Regions from separate parts of the Mus musculus genome. Here region 2 is linked to region 1. The links are chromatin contacts, called in public Hi-C maps. All regions are on one chromosome and are shown on one strand. Each heading gives the region's core, a stretch centred on a gene start, on an enhancer-like site or on the middle of the called end of the contact. The rest is flanking DNA. Distances are from core to core; before and after follow the strand shown.

What was found. Hi-C and Micro-C count contacts between places; a contact is called where the count stands out from the background.
Region 2: a Hi-C map of cortical neurons shows a contact between it and region 1, with 4 times the contacts expected there. The contact joins the promoter of Gprc5b here to the enhancer-like site in region 1. A contact is called at or near these places in 2 of 39 promoter capture datasets (hippocampal neurons and liver), 1 of 15 datasets of contacts at CTCF or cohesin (the NIH/3T3 cell line), 9 of 484 Hi-C or Micro-C datasets (the HL-1 cell line, brown adipocytes, cortical neurons and 4 more) and 8 of 115 datasets of contacts at active chromatin or transcription factors (bone marrow-derived macrophages, embryonic stem cells, neural progenitor cells and 1 more).

Annotation. Positions count from the first base shown.
Region 1 is chr7:118,952,270-118,955,442 of GRCm38.p6, forward strand. All of the region lies in intron 8 of Iqck (IQ motif containing K), which reads left to right. Among named protein-coding and RNA genes, the nearest start is that of Gm39076, 31 kb to the right of the region's middle. Within about 2 kb of position 1,637, at least 14 of the 459 cell types and tissues checked have an H3K27ac peak or open chromatin away from gene starts, as enhancers often do. A contact at or near this core is called in the HL-1 cell line, cortical neurons and neural progenitor cells, where this site is marked.
Region 2 is chr7:118,993,592-118,996,764 of GRCm38.p6, forward strand. It overlaps Gprc5b (G protein-coupled receptor, family C, group 5, member B), which reads right to left and starts at 1,620. Exons shown (of 4, transcript NM_022420.2): 1 at 1,449-1,620.

The sequences.
Region 1 (3,173 bases), core at 387-2,886:
AACGGCTCATCAGTGATGGAGCCGGAGCTTGGCTTGCTGGTACAGCTAGCGGTGCAATGCTCGCGGATCTTGAGTCTTTGCTGATCTTCACTTCCCTGAGAGAGGCACAGCCGAGAACTGCGAGAACTGCGCTCCTCCTGCTGACTCCAGCTGAGACTGAGGCCTGGCTGTCTGCTAGGTAGTGCCATCACTGCTGACTCGTGTTTGCTATGACTTTACTGAACTGGACTGCTGGTGAAGTGTTTGCAAGTGGATCGAGCTGCTGCTGCTAGCTTGTGAACTGAACTGCTGATTTCCACACGACACAGACAAGAGTTGCTCCAAAGAACCTTTCTAAACAGGTCCACTTCCCCATATCCTTTCTTTCCCACTACCTCTGGTGGGTAGTGGGCTAAAAGGGAGATTAAAGCATTTAAGAACCATCATTAAAAATAGATTTTGAAAAAATTAAGGTTATGTTCTACAGCATGGTTCAAAAAGCCACCCCCACAACTTGTCTTATGACATGCCTCTTAGAGTTGGAACTGTTTCTTCTTCATAGCACAGGACATAAAGAAATATGTGGCTGCACTTGACCTTGGCCGCAGTACATGGTGGGGGAAATGACCCTGGCTGGCCAGGCCCTGTTCCCCAGCTTTGGATCGAGCATCTGCTAGGTTTTAGATGGTGCTTCGTTCATTCCTTTGTAAACTCCCTCTTGCTGTGGGATGGATTTAACTTGGCCATTGGTAGGAGTTTTAACCTGTCCAGTCCCTGGAGTCATTTCTACTTTGCTACAGCAATTTTACTGAGATGGAACTCACATGGCACACAACTCATTTAACCCCCTTTTTATTTGTTTTGTGTGTTGTTCCTAGGGCCCCACTAGACAGGAATGTCCCCAACAGCAAGGATGAGCTGGCTTTTGCTCCTTCCTTCTCCATTCCCACCTTCTCCCCTCCCATGGCTGATTGAAGCACTCTTCCACTGTGCTGTATCCTCATCCCCACCCCCTCTCTATTTCTTTTTCTTCTGTTATTTGAAAGTTCCTTCCTATATATAACGTGGAGTGCCCCCCATGCACATACACTATGCTTGGACCCATCAACCCCCAGCAAGGTGTCCATTCCTGTTTTAGTTTTCTACAGTGCAGTTCCAGCCATTGATCTCTCCTTTGATGACCCACAGTCTCTATAGTGGTAACAAGGGTCCCAGTCACTGAGTGCTTGTCCTGAAGCAAGCACACCACTTGCAGCACTTCAGCCTCCTCATCTTCACACACTCCTCTGAAGTAGACAGCTGATCACATCTTATGGATAAGGAAACTGAGTCACAGAGAGGCTAAATGTTATACCCAAAGCTGCAAAGCAAAAGGGTGACCCCAGAGTCCTCCCTGTCCCCCTCATATTGCTGCACTGTGTGGCTGTCACCTATGGAGTGGCAGTGCTTAGGGGACCTGAAGGTGTTTCGTAGAGCATCTGTCAGGATCCTGCCTCTGAGTCCATTGCCCAGGGCATAAAGCACATGGTCCTTTAGGCCTTAGAGAGCAACAGTGCCACCTGCCAAGCGGCTCCCTCCCACCCCCACCCTGTGAGTTTGTTGACTCACGGTATTCACCCTTACAATCTAAATTTAGAATCCAAACAGCTAAAGTGTCTACCAGTTTTCAGATCCGACTCTCATTAGTTTGAGCTTGAATGCATTTAAAGGCACAGAGCTAAGGAGCCTGGACGTTACAAAGCACAGACTGGTTTCCTTTTCCTATCCTTTAATACCTGCCCACTCACCAATCTGTGAGGTTTCACCACGAGAAGGGAGAAAAGCAAGGTATCAAAGGTCTTCAGCTCCTCCCTCCGCTTGCTCCTATTCCACAGGAAAGCTTGGCACAGCTTTGTGGGGCTCTGTGGGGCTCCATTCGAGGAGGCGGCTCTGGATGACACTCAGGGCCATGCAGTTTGTCCTGTTGTTACTGCAAGCATCGCATTCACCTCATTCCCTTTTACAACATTCAGAAATGTATCAGGAAGAGCGTCTGGTAATGGCAGAACTACAGGAGCCTCAAGAACGGCATCGGGAGTGAGGCCAGAGGTCATTGTAACTGCATCCTTGAGCCACACATGAACTTTCCTCATAGTTCAGCTTTTACCTATAAGTCCGGCTATAAATACAGGAGTTGATTTAATGTTCCCACAAATCCTCACTGGCTGTGTGATGGTAAACATGCTACTCAGCCTCTCTGACCTTTGGTTTCTTCATCTGAGCAATGGACATTATATCCCCACCCCCATTTTAGAGAGACTCAGATGAGATAATACCCATGTTTAAGCTTCTTTTCCTGATTCTGTGATATCTATATCTATAGATATAACAAAAACAAACAAACAAAAACCAACCAAGACAACTTACAGGAGAATGGGTTTTTGTTTTGACTCACCATTCCAGGTACAGTCCGTCATGAAGGAGAAGTCATGACCACAGGAGCCTGAGGGACCCTGTCTCATTGTATATTCAGCCAGGAAGCAGAGATCAATGGCTGTTTGGACTCAGCTCATTTTCTCCTTTTTGTACAGTCCAGGATCTCACCCACTGTGGGCAGATCTTCTTACCTCCATTAACCTAATAGAGGCATTGCCACACACGTATGCTCGCAGGCCCATCTCCCAGGTGATTGTAGATTTTATCATGTAGACAAAAGAAGCTGACCATTATGGCATGCAACCATTAGGAATGATGCTACCATAAGCCTCATTCACAAGATTCCTTGTAAGCATGCATTTCACTTCTCTTGGTTATATGTTTAAGAGTGGAATTGCTGGGCCATGTGCTAACTTTAGTGTGTGTGTGTGTGTGTGTGTGTGTGTGTGTGTGTGTGTCCCCAAGAACTCCCAGAGAGCTCTCCAATGTGGCTGAGAAAGGTCACATGCCCACCAACCATGCGGGAAGATGTTTCTACATGAACATGCCTGATATGATACATGTCACTCAGTATTATCTGTTAGATTAGTCATTGTAGTGGGTGTCAGATGGCATCTCATTTGTATTTTTTAGTGACTAATGCTGTTGGGGATCTTTTCTGAGCATGTTGGTCATTACTATGTCTACTCTGTAGAAATACCAGAGCTGAGCTTTTGTCCCTTTAAATGGGGTTCTTTGTATTAATTAGGAAAAGTTTTGTGTGTGTGTGTGTGTGTGTG
Region 2 (3,173 bases), core at 370-2,869, 41 kb after region 1:
AAAGCCCTCTTCTTGGCTGCCTGGGCCCCAAACTTTAACTCCTTCCCATCCCATCTTCCCCTCTTGCGACCCAGCTGACCCTTTTTAGACTTAGAAGCGAGAGGATCAGGGAAACAGTGTTCACAGCCCAGATAGAAAACTAGCCCAGAGGAGGGTTTCCAACCAACAGATGCCAATTTGCATTCTATTTACATGTAATTTGCATGCAGTTTAACTCCAAGTGCGGTTATTCCCAAAGCTCTGAGTGCCCACCAAAGAAACTTAGGAAATAACGTTCTCAAGTGCTTTGTCTACGGGGTGTGCTTAGCCTCTTCTGCATCCTCTTGTCTTTGTGGGGACCCCCGGAGCTTTCTGGACGCTGCTCAGGTGCCCCCACCCCGGCGCAGTCCGGCGGCCGATGCGGCGCGTGTGCTTGGGGGCCCCAGGCAGGGACGATGGTGCCCGCCACACTCCCGGGGCCTTTGTCCCTCTTCCAAAGAGCCGCCCCCTTGGCGAACAGAAGAAGAAGGGGGTAACTGGCTAGGCCGAGCTAGAACAGGGGGATGAACACTCTGATCTGGGGGCGTCCTCTGGAGCAAGGTCGGTGGGCCGATCCAAAACTGTTTAATCAGCTACCGCCGGCCAAGGAGGGGTGCTGGATCCTCATCTGTGCTCATCTCTCCCACCAGGTCCATGAAATGTGTGGGGTCCTTTGGGGCTTCGAGCCCCAGTCCCCTAGGAAGAGGGGACGTTGCACTGGGTAGTCCTTACCCCTAGCCTGGCTGCTTTCCTCAGAGGCCCAAGTGCCCTCGCCTGGGATAGAAATTCTTCCGCTTCACCATAAGCAGCCGCCCCTAGATTGCCAGCCCACTATTTGTCCCCCAGCTTCAGATTCCCTCCCTGTGGTGCCCACCCTCTCGCGCCTTTTTCCAAGAGTGCGTGGCCACTGCGGGCTGCAAGCTGGGTTCCCCAGACCCTGCGGCAGGTGAGATTTCAGGTCTCCAAAGGCCGGCCCCTGCCTCAGGCCATGTAGTGCTTAGTTCAGGACCAGCACCCTGGCTGTCCTCGCACCCCACCAACCGCCAGGCCCCCTGGAACCTGCAGGCGACGTCCCTCACAGGGGTCACTAGCACAGGGCCAGATTCCCCTTTATTCCCAGACGCTTGTAGTCTGTCCTCACCCCGGACCATAGTCAGAGCCTTAGTTCGTGGATTCCCCCACCAGATAAAGGTCCCCAAACCACTGCCCTCGGTCGGTCCAATGCGGCTCCTCTCCCGCCGCACTGTGGCACCCCTCACTCGAACCCCACGGCTTCTGCAGATGTACCCCAAGGAGGAGGAGGAGGGGGAGAAGGGAGAACAGAAAAAGCACGAGCCAGGATCCGCTCCGGATCTTTCCAAAATCACGGCGGGAAAAGTTTCTGGGGTCCCTACGGCGCCCTCCCCGTGCCCGCGCTGGCTGGTACTCACCGACCCTCGCGTCCCCGCAGCGCCGACGCTCCTGCTGGCCCTGGGCCCAAGTCACATCTCTGCAGCGCGCCCGCGGCCCCCGCTCCGCGCACGCCCGCCAGCCGAGCCCGCCTCACTGCATCGCCCTTCCGAGCTGCGGCCGCGCGAGGCGCCCCCTGGCCCGGCCCGCGCTGCAGCAGCCGCGGCCCCGCCTCTCCGTTAGGCCCCGCCCCAGCAAGCCCCGCCCCTGCCGGGTCTGCAGCTCTGCTCACCACCAGGACCAGAGCCACAGCTTGCTCGCATCCCCAGGCGCCTTCCTGGCTTGCTCGGAGCGCTAAGACGGCTTTCTCACCCAAAACTCCTGGTGCCCCAAATTCGAGGACATCTCCTCCTCCCTATTAAGAGTCCAGACGCACAGTTGCTCAGATTGATCTGTAGAAACATCCTCAGCCACATAGGACGCAATATTCCTACGAGGATCCTAGAGGGGCACTCCCCTCACACACCGGCAGCAGGTCTTGGACAAGGTTCTACTGCATGCGTTCTAAAGTCACCAAAGCCTCGCTGTGATGCACTTAGGAAGGTCCCCGATGAGCACATTCCCTGCCCTCTTCCACCCTGCTCCAGCCCGTCCTTTCCTCTTTAAGCACACTGAACCCAGCACCGATATCTTTGGCTATCCCAAACGTGACCATCACCGAGGTGACCTCCTCACGATGGTCCGTGTACAAGATCACCACCATCTCTTACACATCATTCACATAGGCACACACCCGCCACTCTCTTGGGCACACATACCTAGAGAGACCAGATTCTGGCTGTGCGCTGCACTGACGCTCAGGGCACAGATACCTCCAGTGACCACAGGGCAGGCATCGGACATACATGCTGGAGGAGTCTGGGACATCGCTCACCTGGCTGTCTGAGGTCAGCATCATCTAGGCTAGGCTTAGGGAGACTGCGCTTCGGCATCCCCTGCAGCGAGCTGTCAGTCTCGGGTTGTTCCTTACCTTTTCTTAGTCCCTGAAAGTCCTTTTCTCTCTTTCTTCAAGTTAGTTTTCTCCAGGGTCAGGCCACATAGAGCTTGGCTATGCGTCTCTGTGAATACACACACACACACACACACACACACACACACACACACACACACACACATATGTATATTTTAAGGACACATGTAAGGGACGTGCTCCTATGACACAGCCCTTCCCCATGTTAGCGACATTGTCCCGGCGCCAGAAACAGGGCTTGGTACACAGTAGGCGTTTGTTAAATGTTTTGCAGGACAAGGTCTTCCCAAGCTAGTACTGGTCAGACCGAAGAACTGGAACGTGGATGTGCACTGTCCCCTGGTGGTAGTTTGTGGAATTGACACCGACAGCTTTTAAACGTTTGCCTTCCTGGTCTTCAGGACCTCAACTGTGTAACCCAGACTGTTTTAATATGTGACCACTGGTGTACACCTGGAATACATTGTAAAGTTCTCCGCACAGGCATCTGGCCTTTGAAAGTTCCGTTCAGTGTTGGGTGAGAAACACCTGGCTCCATGTCCCAGAGGTCTAACTACTGCCATTTACAGAGTCAGAGCATCACAGAGAAGTTTCAAGTCCCTAGAGAGATGGCTGGGTGTGCAGGCTTGGAAAGAACTGCTCTGGGGACACTGGGATCTCCCAAGGGTGACATCTCTCTAGCGAGTCACTAACTCATGTGCTCACACGCTCAACCTAGGTCAGGCTGACCAAACAA